Linked DNA regions of Zea mays: all the other regions are linked to region 3. Evidence: chromatin contacts called from public Hi-C data. All regions are on one chromosome and are shown on one strand. Each heading gives the region's core, a stretch centred on a gene start, on an enhancer-like site or on the middle of the called end of the contact. The rest is flanking DNA. Distances are from core to core; before and after follow the strand shown.

Region 1 (3,092 bases), core at 245-2,744, 240 kb before region 3:
GCAAAACCTTTCCTAGTACCCTTAAGACAATTATGTGACATAACAAAACAAAGGACCTTCGGCAATATAGGCCCCGAAAGAAATAGAATGAGATTGAGCATGGGAGTAGAACAGGATTGAGGGAGATTAAATCTCTTTCCATTTAATTTTGTCTAGCAAGGGATGTAATCTCCTTCAATTCACTTCTAACCGAACAAACCCTAAACAAGAAGTTCTAGATGCTACTTCAATTCATCAATACCAAGCAAGCTCATTTTCGAAGGAGATAATTGTCGAAAGAAGATGAGGTATGCCTACACAATAAGCCACATAGTCCAATTGTTGCCTTTCTGATCATTGAATGGATTCACCTGCAAGTTTGATCTAAGCTTGGACGTGCCATACATTGAGATTGTTCTCTTGCAGATGTTATGTCGGCCAATAAAATATTTATGGGTGGCAATCTACATGGTAAAGGAGAAATAATCAAGAGAGGCTATCGACACAATGTTTATTCTATATATGTTGATGAAAGTGTCAGCAACAGGAAGTCCACCGTCGGCATCGAACTTACTTCCTAGACCAGCACATAGCTCGTGATGACACTATGATCCCATGGAGGGGAGAGGAGGGGTCGACGACGATGGTGACAGTACAAGGGAGGGGAGGGGCGGTGAGGTCGTGAGGGAGGGGATAGATGACAGATGATTCAAACAATATCGTGCATTTGATTTGAGTGGGTAAGGGAGAGAAGGTTACCTAGAAATTTGAACCATTGATTTTGATGGTGTGTTAAGTCTGAGTATAATTTGTTTGGTGTATTCAGTAAAGATAGCGTAGAGTGATTTGATTAGATAAGTATTGTAAAATATAAACCAGTGGATTATGGATTATATAGTGTTATAGACTACTGTTTTTTTACGACTTATCTTTTTCCTTCTAGCGTTTATCGAAGATTTTGGTGGAGTCTCTTCTAGAAGTTTCATAGTAAATAGTGAGATTGTTGGCGCATGATTTCTCTTTTTTTGAGAAATGGTTTTACTTGTTTTTGGACATGGATTTTGAAAGTTTTGTTGGGACTAAACATGAAATTTTCTAAACATGTCAAGCCACACGCCATCCCTCCATCCAACATGGTCAATTAAGGGTGTGTTTGGTTTCTAGGGACTAATGTTTAGTCCCTAGATTTTATTCTATTTTAGTTCTAAAATTACCAAATATAGAAACTAAAACTTTATTTTAGTTTCTATATTTACCAATTTATACACTAAAAAGGAATAAAATGAAGGGACTAAACATTAGTCCCTAGAAACCAAACACCCCCTAAATAAAGTGACGAAGGCCACCCGTTGACCCTTACAACCCACCAGCTCCAAAACAAAAATTCTTCCTTTCCTCTCTCATCAGTCATTCCTGCGCTCCCTCCCGTCTCCATCGCCCGCCGGAACGGCCTCTCCCCGGCGACCTCCCCACCACTATATAACCGCCCTACCCTTCCTTCCCTTGCCTTCCCTTCTCATCACAGAACCCTTCAGCCATTACCACCACCGTTTCTTTCGAAATCCTCTGTCTCTGCGTGCGTGGCACACAAGCGCACGGCTATTACCAGAGAGCCAGCTCCGCCCTGCTTGGTTCCATTCCAAGAAGCAATTAAGGGGGCAGGAAACAAAGACTCAGGCTGCAATGGGGGAGGACATGGACGCGGCCGGCGCGGGCTGGCTGTCGTGGCGAGCGGCGGCGGTCGCCGTTCTCGCTTGGCTGGCGCTGCACGTGGCGGCGCGCGTGGCGGACGCGCTGTGGTGGCGGCCCCGGCGCCTGGAGGCGCACTTCGCGGCGCAGGGCGTGCGCGGGCCGCCGTACCGGTTCCTGCTGGGGTCCGTGAAGGAGATGGTGGGGCTCATGGCGGAGGCCTCGTCCAAGCCCATGTCGCCGCCAACCTCCCACAACGCGCTGCCCCGCGTGCTCGCCTTCTACCACTACTGGCGGAAGATCTACGGTGCGTGCCCTGGCTTGGCCTCTCTCTCTCCCACGTCCCACCTCTCGCTTTCGCCCATGTGTTGCGTCGCCGAGCATGTGCTCCCCCCTTTCCGTTTGATTGCTCATCTTTTTGGTTGCATCTCCGTGATCTGTTCCCTCCGTGTCCGCTTTCCGGCGCCCCTCTTTCTCTCTCTCTGTCCTGCAGAATTGCTCCCCTGTGCATGTCTGTTTGCGACCAGGGGCTCAGCTTTTGTCTCTTGTTGTCAGCAGAGCACAGCGCAGCTCTTCTCTCTCTCTCTCTTAGTCTCTCTCTCTCTGTCCAATTGCGCTCATGGTGTTTACTCCCTCTCCCTTCTTTCTCCAGACTCTCTCTATCTCACTTCAGTTGCTGCCATGCCATGCCCCATGCTGCCTGCTAGCTCTTGTCCTTCCCCTGCCCCTGCTCGCCTTGCCTTGCTTGCCCCTCTGGCTCTTGCATTCAATGGAGCTGGGCTTTGGATCATGAGCGGAGCACATGGGAGAAAACCAGCGCAGCACAAGTCCAAAGTCTTTTTCTTTCTTTCTTTCTCTTTTCCTTTGGTCTTTGTGTTCTTGGCAATCCACGGTTGGACGATCAGTTGGTTGGTAATGGTTGGCTGATTGACCGGCGGCGTTCTCCACATGCGCAGGACCGAACTTCTTGATCTGGTTCGGGCCGACGCCGCGCCTGACGGTGGCGGAGCCGGAGCTGGTGCGCGAGATCTTCCTGACGCGCGCGGAGGCGTTCGACCGCTACGAGGCGCACCCGGTGGTGCGCCAGCTCGAGGGCGACGGCCTCGTCAGCCTCCACGGCGACAAGTGGGCGCTCCACCGCCGCGTCCTCGCCGACGCCTTCTACCCGGACAACCTCAAAGTAAGACAGAGGCTTTTCCATGCCGCTCTGCTCTGCTCTGAGCAGTCCGTTGTGCGGTGCCTGACGCGCGCCTTGTTCTTGTTGGTCCTCTCTGGCAGCGGCTGGTGCCCCACGTCGGCCGGTCGGTGGCGGCTCTGGCGGAGAAGTGGCGCGCCATGGCGTCCGCCTCCTCGAGCGGCGAGGTGGAGGTGGACGTCGCGGAGTGGTTCCAGGCGGTCACGGAGGAGGCCATCACGCGCGCCAC
Region 2 (3,239 bases), core at 718-3,217, 210 kb after region 3:
TTCCATAACATAGTATATGCATGTATAGCATATGGCTGATATGTTATTGTGTTACCTGACTAGGCTGTCGTTTGTGCCACTGAGTCACTGAGAGGCATGGGTGGATTCCTGGAGTCGTCTTCATCCTGTGTTTTGTGACATTTCTCCATCTCATACAAGTAGTTTAAATTAAGGCCAAGGCATATGAGCATATCCCTACCAACAAGCAAAAACCCATCAGTGATTTGTGTATGGAATTGACATTCTAATTTTATATAAATGTATGCTTCAGTAAAAACAAAACTTGAACCGAGGAACCAAATTCAAGAGAAACAAAAGCATTCCTAAAATCTAGAATTAGTTCTGCAATGTTGATAGATAGATAGCATCAGTTAACTCAAATAGTAGAGAAGTCATTTACCCGATAATTTTTCAGGCCATCATGATCAACAACTTGAAGTTTAGTGGCAGCAGACCGCTCCTTGTGATCAAACAGTGTACTCGAAAAGCATGATGGGCCCATAGAATGGCGAGCACTTGCCAGATCAAGCCATCCTTGTATTCATATTACAGTATGGTGGGAACAGGCAAATATAAATTTCACTGTATCTCAATCCAAAAATAAAAAAGAATCAGGTGCTACCTGCAAATCTGCAACTCTGGGAGACACATGCAGCAAAAGTACACCAAAACTGGAGATCTAAAATCTAGTAGTGAGCTCGTAACCAGATGCCAATGTGAGTTTATTAATGACAAAAACAACTAATCTCAAACTCAAACTAAATTAGTCTTCAATACTCCGAGTCAAAGATCATATCGCATTCGAGCACTGTGATTTACCGTGAAACATTACTACCTACTATTTAGTTACCATGATTGGATTATCCTCCTCTTTCTGGTTATAAACGCAGAGAACTTAAATCATCTGAAAGAACATATAGGAGGGATGAGAATAGTCACAGGAAAATAATGCAAGAAAACTATATACACACCTCCTTCCTCCCGCCAGCACGGTCAGAGAGCATACTATGACAGCCTCAAATCCTACAGTGTTAAGGAGAGTCACTAAGTTACTTAACATCTTTTTTCGAAAGAATATTCATCCATGTACTGTGTAAATATGAAATAACACGCAGAGAGTAAGGAGCGAAGAACGTTAACTGTAACATGGGGGGGGGGGCAAAGTAATTTTTTGGAGGTGGGGTGATTCACTTTTCACGCCGAAGACAAGACACAGACCTTAGAGGAGAAATATGGTTGCGGTTTAAGGCGCCCAACGAATCCAAAAATCTAAGATGCGAATCGTAAGAAGCGACTAACAGATCCAATAAATGTGAAGCAGAAGGAACTAGATCTGCTAGAAGGACAAAGTATCGGGAAAAAAGAAAACATGCCTTTTTCTAACCTGGCAAAAACGTAGGAAGACGAAGTGGCTACAGATAGACAAGACGGAGGGAGTAAGGACGAAGAGGAGCGTGGCAGAAAGAATAATGAGAGGCGATTACAGTGGAAGACTACTGGTCGACCGATGCAAGCTGCAGAGGATCGACGGAGGGAGTGAGGAGAAAGAGAGACAGAACAAAACGAGCGAGGGTGGGTGGGAAGTGAGGAGGAAGAGAGACGGAGCAAAACGAGGGTGGGTGGGAAGTGAGGAGGAAGAGAGACGGAGCAAAACGAGCGAGACGAGGCTGACGCTAGCGTCACTTGGAAGTCTCTAGAGGCGATAAGTACGAGGGGCGTATGAGAGAGCAAGGAAGATGGACTAATGATCCATCATCGAACGGCTACAAAGTTTTCTGACGACGTGAATGAGCTAGTAGGCGCCGTCCGTTAATAATAAGGAAATATGTTGTTAATATAGATGTTTAATGTATAAAGGAAAAAATGAGATATCGAAAAAAAAATATTTTACGCGAGGACGGATAGGACATTCGGCGTTCCTAGGTACCCCGCTGCTTCCGTGCTCACCTCGCCTGCAGGGCCGCAGCCGCTGGAAGAACACGAAGACGACGGGAGTGCGGGGTGGCGTCGCCGCTGGAGCACCAGCTGTAGCCGCCGGCTAGGCCTCCGCGCCGCTCTCCGTGGCCAACGCGCCGTCATGCTTGCGGCGTCGGCGCGGCGGCTGTCCGCCGCCGCCTCGTTTTCCTCTTCTTCCATGCGCTCCAGCCAGCTCGCCGCCGTACTGAACCAACAGGTTAGGCGCGTCAATTGGGACGTGGGTGGATCTCATATGATGATAGCCATGTTTTATAGTAGTGGCGCTGGTGATGAACTGAAATCCTGAAGCGGTATATTTCTTATTTTGTTGTCTGGTTGCAGAGGTGGATGCACGACAGGAACAAGAAGGCGATGGAGCTGGTGGCCAAGGGATGGAGTGCGCTCCAGGAGGTCGACCGCGTCATCGACTACGCCGATCTCAACGACAAGCGCCTCATCCCGCTTCTAAGGGTACGGCTTAGGGTTTATCTTCTTTCCGCTCCCATTTTTCTGCAATGAGATGAGGGAACACCTAATCCGTCAAAAAAAAGGTTCACTTATTGTAGCCTAGTTAGTTGAATTTTGTGATATCTCCAGCATTGACAGAGAACTTGGGGGCAACGAGTTCTCTTCATATTCCGTGAATTAGGCCTTGTTCGTTTGTGCCGGATTGGTGGGTCGGAACGATTCCTAACCGGATTGCTTCTCTAATTTATATAAACTTTAATTAACTGGAACGATTCCGGGTACAATCTGATAGAAACGAACAAGGCCTTAATCGGCTGGAGTTGTGTAGTGGAGATATTCCACTAGATCACACTGATCTTGTTCTTTTAACCGGCTTAACTTTTTTAAGTTGAACCTCTCATGGCCACCTGCTTGACAATGTTTTTTAACTAATGGTCTTAACATCTTGTTTTACATAACTTTCTTCATGTGTAAAGGGCGCTAAGGAAAACTTTGAGCTGGCTTTGGAGATTGACAATGGTAATACACATGCGAGGTATTGGCTGGGAAAAATGCATTTCAAGTATCATGTTCCTGGTGCTTGCAAGGCAGTGTGAGTAACTCTACTTGTAACTATAATGTAGTGCTGATTTTTTGCATTTAAATTATATTGCTGCTATATTCTGTTCTATAGCTTCCAGGCACATGGAAATGCACGAAAATAGTTTCGTCAATGCTTTTGTTGTTGTTTTGACAACTCTTTTACATATTCCTTTTAAGTTGATCGAGTCCTAAACCATTGATGAGTGTACGGTAGAAGTATTATGTATTATCAG
Region 3 (3,345 bases), core at 565-3,064:
ATTTGAGAAACAGTAATAACAAACATACCTCAAAGATCATTCTTTCATCTGGCTCATCACCTACAGATACATCCAGAAAGACAATGGGGTTTCTCTTTCTCTCCATGTTCTTGAATAATCCCTGGGCCAACACGGTAGCTTCACAATGAATAATGGAAAGATATCAACAAAGTAAGCAATTGGTAAACGTGGTAAAAATGGCATTGCTGCCCTAGACAATACTTAATGTTACAAGATTGAAACCACATAAACTGGCTATATGCCTTCAAATTTGCATGCGCTTACATAGTTAAATAGCTGCAGAACTATACTTTTCCTACTACTCACAAAACACATAAATGCAGTTTCTTTTGCATCCTTCTAAAAGAAACTCGCAAGCATGGAGTAGAGGATATGCAGATGCAACAAGCACAGTACCCAATTCTACTAGCAAAAACCAGATTTTACAATAAATAGCCATTGCAAACAAGCAACGAGGCAAGACAAGAACATCAGAGAACATTCATCTAGAAGTTCATGGCCTTGTCATAAATCACTTAATAATAATAAATCTTTACTTATATATTTATATATTATTATAAAATTAAAGAGTGGAAATTTCTTCCTCCAAATTTTGATCCATCACTCTCTCTTAGTCTCTCTCTCTCTCTCTCTCTCTTGGTCAGTCTGTCCCTACACTCCCCCAAGCACAGTTCTCACCAATTTTAAGAGTAGTACGACTAGAGTCATAATTGGTTTAATATCCCGTCCGTGACCTAAAACTCACGACCTCTGCTCATACGAATTAGAAAAGTGAGCATACAGTCCAGTTCCAAAGTGTGTTCCATTGCAAAGCACGAACATGTTTGCTAGTTAATAATAGTATATCATTACGCCTGTTCAAGTTTCGTACATCTGTTCCACTGCCAGTGATGGAGCTAGAATTATATGATTATATGGGGCTCAAATCAGTTAATCCATGAAATAAATATTAAAGCATGCACTGAAGTCAATGAAAAAATAATCATGGGGGCATCCGTTCAGCATGCGCCAGCCCCCCCCCCCCCCCCCCCCTACTGACTCCGACAGCGCTGCAGCCTACATCGCACGGTGCCAGCCAACACTAACTTGAGTAACCAGTAATCACGCAGAGAGACATCCTGGTGCAACGGCAGGAATCTAGACAAACAATCCTGGCCCCAGATCAGGATCCGTGCACAACACCGCAAACCCTGAAAATCCCTACAAACCCCCCAAAACCCTATCGCGAACTCAACCCCAAACCCTGGAACCTCCTCCCCATCCAAACATCAGAGAGCCCAAACGCGCATGAAACACTCTGGCCATGCAGATCGAAACGCGCAAGCCAGGCCCTTGGCGTGCGATCCAGCGATTGCGAAGTAGAGGGGAGCAGCCCGGGACCCGGGTAGAGAGGGAGAGCACGAACCACAAGGGAAGACCCGGTGGTTCTACGGCGCCGGTCACGTCGGAGAGGTGCGACTGTGCGAGGGTCTCGTGGGGGCAAGGATATTTGCTCGCTCCGGCGGAGCGCAGCCGCAGCCCCGTGGAAGGCACCGCCACAAGCGGCCGCAAAAGCGGAGTGATGTGGGGAATAGGGGAGTGGAGGAGCGCAGCGGCCAAGTACCCTGGCAGCCTGGCTCCCTGAGAGCCCTGCGACAGGGCCAATTACAGTTCTGTCCCCGACACGTGGAGCGTTGAATGCTAGTCCTGGATGCACTGCATGTGGGCCCTCATGGTGGTGACAGTGTGGTCAGGCGACATGGAGTCCGGGTCCGGGTCCGGATCCTCGGCCGACGGCGTAGGGTGTGATTGGTACGCGTGCTCTCTGGCGCTGGGCTCGGGCCGGTTGGACGGACGGCGAAGGTCCCGCCCGCCTTGCATGCAGGCAGTGAGGCAGAGCGGTGGAAAAGTGCCTACCTGCAGGTAGATCGGTTTCTCACAGCTAAATATGGCAATAGTTACCAGATCCGGTGACTCGTGATTATTTATCCATACGTATATGGTCTAAATATTCTATTTATGAGTTTTTTATTAGACAAAAACTTCACTCAGTACGTAAAAATATTAGAACGCTTCGGCCTCATCTATACCTGTTAACACATGGGTATAAAATACCCAATATAAAAGTGTAAACTTAGGCCTCGATAATCCATATATTTTAACTATTTAACAAACTTTTTTGTGATGATGTAATAGAAGGCTTAACAGCTATTTGATAACCATGTAATGAAACATGTAATGTGTTATGTGGTATTATCTTAGTGTTGCTACTTTATCCAATTATATATGGTGTGTGTTGAATAGAGTGTTGAATGGATGATTGAATGGTGCTCGAAATTTTGTAATGGCATTTAGATTGATATACTTGACGTTTGTATGATGTATTATTTTGATATATGTTTAATCTTTATAGGTACAGGTGACCCAACGGGTGATCTATAATCACATGGGTATGGGTATGAGAGTAAATCCATACCTACCATTGGATATAGGTGACCCAACGAGGTTACTTTTTGTCGCGGATATGAGTGTGGGATAGTAATACCCAGTAGGTATTTATCTATTGCCATCTCTACTCGTAGCATAGGCAACTAATCACCCTCTCGTAGATTAATGCATGAAGTGAGCCTGGGCACGTCTAGGCAACCAATCAGCCCTGTAGTCGCCGCCGACTGGCTGACGCGTGGGCCGGCCACGGCCAGGCCCCACCTAGCAGCGGTCGGACATTACAACAGAGGATCTGGCCGAATCCAGGATGGGAGATGCGGTTCAAGCTCTAGCAACTTCATTTGAAACATGGTACAAAGCGGTATTTTGTCCCCTTTTGGCAGGGCTCCGGTTCCTCTGAAAAGAGTTTCAACTTTAGGTCCTCTAGCTCTTTGGCTTCTCAGGAGGAGCTAGAGTTGTTTTGTAATTCGTTTGGCTAAACAGTTTCTCTTGTGTTTCTTTCGAATGATGTATTAGGGAAATGAATGAGGAGCCGATAGAAACCACATTTTTTGTGCTTCGGCTCCCAACACGAAAACGACTCTAGCTCCTCGAGGGCTCTCGACAAGAAGTCGTTTTATGACCGTTTGGTAGGGCTTCACGATGAGCCCGAGCTGGAGCCGCCCAAGGAGCCATGCCAAAGGGGCCCTTTATAAGGTCATATACATGATATGCTGGCCATAGCTTAGAGCATCTGCATTAGTTACCTAAAATACATCCTATATTTTGATTTAGGGGAATAGTAACAAAAAATGGCTCCAACTGGTCTATCGGGGATCAAATCCCTGAGCCATAGGGACGCGAATCAGAAGGCGAATGGAGGGAGAGTCCGCCCTAGAAGGACCCGCCCCTGAGTAA
Region 4 (3,249 bases), core at 468-2,967, 160 kb after region 3:
CCAGCGCTCCTCCGACGGCCACGACATCACACCAACTGGGTGCCAAAACCTCTCCGGCTGCCACGACGGCGTGTACTTAGGGCACTAGCTCTCCTCCGCTAGACACGTAGCACTCTGCTACACCTCCCATTGTACACTTGGGTCCTCTCCTTACGTCTATAAAAGGAAGGACCAGGGCCCTCTTAGAGAGGGTTGGCCGCGCGGGGACGAGGACGAGACAGGCGCTCGCGTAAGGCCGCTCGCTCCCTCACCCGCGTGGACGCGTAATCCCCTACTGCAAGCGCACCCGACCTGGGCGCGGGACGAACACGAAGGCCGCGGGATTTCCACCTCTCTCACGCCCGACTCCGGCCACCTTTCTCCCCCCTTCGCGCTCGGCCTCGCGCCGACCCATCTGGGCTGGGGCACGCGGCGACATTTCACTCGTCGGCCTAGGGACCCCCCGGTCTCGAAACGCCGACAGCTAAATATACCGGACAAAACAGTTTACAGACTATTGTTGGAGACAATCTTATATTCTTCTACGAAGGCTCTTAGGCCCGGGCTATGTGCGAGCAGTGCACTTGCAAGCCTCAAAAAATTAAGAGTCCCAAAATTATCAGATTGTTCTAGTTTTAGGCAGCGGTGAAGCTAGAGCAAAATTAAGGATGGTGCATTTGACTTGTGGATACATAAGAATTTATTTTACGGGCGCATATATGGTAAAATTTTAACCAATTTTATAGATTTTATATTTTTTTGGGGTGCATTTGCATCCGCTACCTATAGTGTAGCTTGGTCCCTGGTTTTAGGGTTAGTTTCAGAATACCATTTTTCCAAAGGATTCCTACTTGGGAAAATATGAATCTCTTGGGAAAATGATGTTCCAAAACTAGCCCTTATAATCTTATACAACATATGTTAATATGCAACATCTATCTTCCTTCCTACCCTACCGTTGCGTCAAAGCGGAACAAAGAATGAATCTTCATAGGATTCTAATACATGTTCGCGTGCGTGAATGAAGTTTCTCTAAATTAAACCTACTAAATTTATATTTGTGTTATAGTATGACACAACAAATACATGATATTTAGTAGAATAGCACTCGCGATTAAAGCTATGGAGAAGATTGAATATAAACATATTGTAGAATATATTATTTAAAAACCCACCAAAAACGATGTTATTCAAATAAAATAGATATTTTCTTTATATATTCTATTACACTATATGTTATTGCAAGTTTTAGTTTGTTATTGATTATTTTAAATAAAAATATTAGATCCTACTATTTTAGATTTAGAACATGGCTTTCAAATTTTCATGTCCCAATATTGGTCTTGTTTGGTACAACTTATTTCAGATATTTTTTACAGATTTAAGCAAAAGATGGGCGTTTTTATAGTAGCTTATCAGTTTAATTGTTTCTCGTAATAAATCAAAAGTATAAGTAGAAACTTCAATAAATCTTTTCCTTAAAAAAAAACAGCAGTTGTATTTGTACACAACTACACCATAATTCCAACGATCCTGCCCAAGCCCGTGCACGGTGCAGCCCTTTCCGTGTGGGCCTAGCAAATCGGCCCACCTGTCCTTGAGTCACACAAATCACGTCACCAGCTGGACACTTGGTTGGCTTCCACGAAAGCCACGGCACTGGCACCGCGCGCGGTTTCCCGCTGCCACCGACTCGTGGGACCGGCCGGCGCTGCCCTTTGACCCGCCTCGACGTCGGTGCCTCGCGTCCCTTCCTCTCCCACCGATCAGGCGAACAAATACGCACGCGAACGCAAAGAAAAAAAAACTGTTGTTTTGTTCTTGCGGAGACGAGACGAGACGAGGCGACGCGAGGTAGGTTTTCGGACCCCTCTTCTCAATCCCCTCACGTTTCGTTTCGTTTTGTTTGGGTTCTTCCGCCGTCGATCCTGACGAGATCGTTTCCGTCCTCTCTGCCGACGCGCCGCCGTCTGCCAGTCGCGAGGAGTCGAGGAGGATCGGGGCTCAGGTACACACGTCCGTCTCCTTCCCTTGTTCGTATCATCGTGGTTGGGTCTGTTGGATTTGTTGCTTTTGACGGCATCACGCGATCGGTTGTTTTTGCTGGATTTTTTTTTGTTATTCTTGCCCGCGAGGGTTGGATCGATCTGTAGGGATTTGGATGCAAAACGTTGCCAATACTCGTTGGTTTGGCTGCCGTCTCTCTCGTGCTCTCCTCTCCCGTTGTTATCCTCGTTTGCGCGCGGGAGGTTTTTGGGACCGGGGTTGAGGGGGCGTGTCCTTGAGATTCGTGCGGCCGATGATTAGTCGACAGCTATGGCATGGCATCTGATACGAGGGAATCTGGGGGCTTTTGCCGCCGTGAGCCGTGGAGGAAATCTGAAGGTTTCAGTAGTGCTCTTTGTCTTTCGGGAAATGGGTCTGTCAGACTGTCTCCATGGAAAATATGGGCAGTGGAAAATACTTTCCTTGGAACTGTAGATGACACTGTTTGATACTGTTAGTTTGAAATAGAGGATAGAATAGGGGATGCTTAGTTACAAGGTTGTGATGGACTGTCTGTTTCTGCATTATCTGAAATTATGCTATATGACTGTATTTGACCATTATTATGGTCCCATTGCATGAGTCATTCAGTTGAGTTGTGCCATCATGCTGCGCACCGTTCTGGTCTTATCTACCCAAACTTCATACATCATTTGCTTTGATGTCCCTGATGGGCCACCGTGCAATAGAGATCTTTATGTGCACCTCTATGATGCAATGCAATGCGATGTACACAATCACTGAATCTGCATCGAGACTACACAAGAAAGCTGGTCAGCTAAACTGGCTGACTGACTGACTTTATCCTCGTCGAGGACCGATTACGTCACGAAGAAACTACAGGATGGCAAGTGTGCTGCATGAACACACCACACATGCCGCACTCGATGGCCTGTGCATAGAATCTGTAACAATATAATTAGAGTCCATGCAACGTTGAACCTATTATATTGCTCTCTGTCTTAGGTAGTGCCCATCTGTGGCCCACTCGTGTGCCGCCTCGTTGCTTTGTGGCTCAGTCAGGCAAGCAGCACAAAAGGGAACGAAACAACCAATATATACGTTAATTGTTTGGATTCATGTCAGTGAAGGAGTACAAGCCGGAAAGAGGTGCTCTGCATGGTCTTTGGAATCCTAGATACAAAGATATAGCATGCAAGTGCACCTAATGATTCATTTTATAGGAAGGAGAGCGTACTTAACCAATCCCTTGCAAAAGCGGGG

The links. Hi-C and Micro-C count contacts between places; a contact is called where the count stands out from the background.
Region 1: a Hi-C map of bundle sheath shows a contact between it and region 3, with 2.7 times the contacts expected there. The contact joins the promoter of LOC103654817 here to the promoter of LOC103654819 in region 3. A contact is called at or near these places in 13 of 25 Hi-C or Micro-C datasets (bundle sheath, ear, endosperm and 4 more) and 1 of 3 datasets of contacts at active chromatin or transcription factors (leaf).
Region 2: a contact with region 3 is called in a Hi-C map of tassel, with 2.3 times the contacts expected there. The contact joins the promoter of LOC100191579 here to the promoter of LOC103654819 in region 3. A contact is called at or near these places in 4 of 25 Hi-C or Micro-C datasets (ear, leaf and tassel).
Region 4: a contact with region 3 is called in a Hi-C map of ear, with 2.7 times the contacts expected there. The contact joins the promoter of LOC606475 here to the promoter of LOC103654819 in region 3. A contact is called at or near these places in 7 of 25 Hi-C or Micro-C datasets (ear, endosperm, leaf and 1 more).

The regions. Positions count from the first base shown.
Region 1 is chr4:239,978,432-239,981,523 of Zm-B73-REFERENCE-NAM-5.0, forward strand. LOC103654817 (cytochrome P450 734A2) reads left to right here and starts at 1,495. Exons shown (of 5, transcript XM_008681641.3): 1 at 1,495-1,975; 2 at 2,625-2,848; 3 at 2,947-3,092. The coding sequence starts at 1,663.
Region 2 is chr4:240,429,436-240,432,674 of Zm-B73-REFERENCE-NAM-5.0, forward strand. It overlaps LOC100191579, which reads left to right and starts at 1,968. Exons shown (of 8, transcript NM_001137009.1): 1 at 1,968-2,173; 2 at 2,299-2,427; 3 at 2,901-3,016. The coding sequence starts at 2,078. It also overlaps the pseudogene LOC100533160.
Region 3 is chr4:240,219,370-240,222,714 of Zm-B73-REFERENCE-NAM-5.0, forward strand. It overlaps LOC103654819 (peptidyl-prolyl cis-trans isomerase CYP95), which reads right to left and starts at 1,815. Exons shown (of 14, transcript XM_035967552.1): 1 at 1,427-1,815; 2 at 29-121. The coding sequence starts at 106.
Region 4 is chr4:240,377,937-240,381,185 of Zm-B73-REFERENCE-NAM-5.0, forward strand. LOC606475 reads left to right here and starts at 1,718. Exons shown (of 5, transcript NM_001309486.1): 1 at 1,718-1,833; 2 at 1,957-1,987.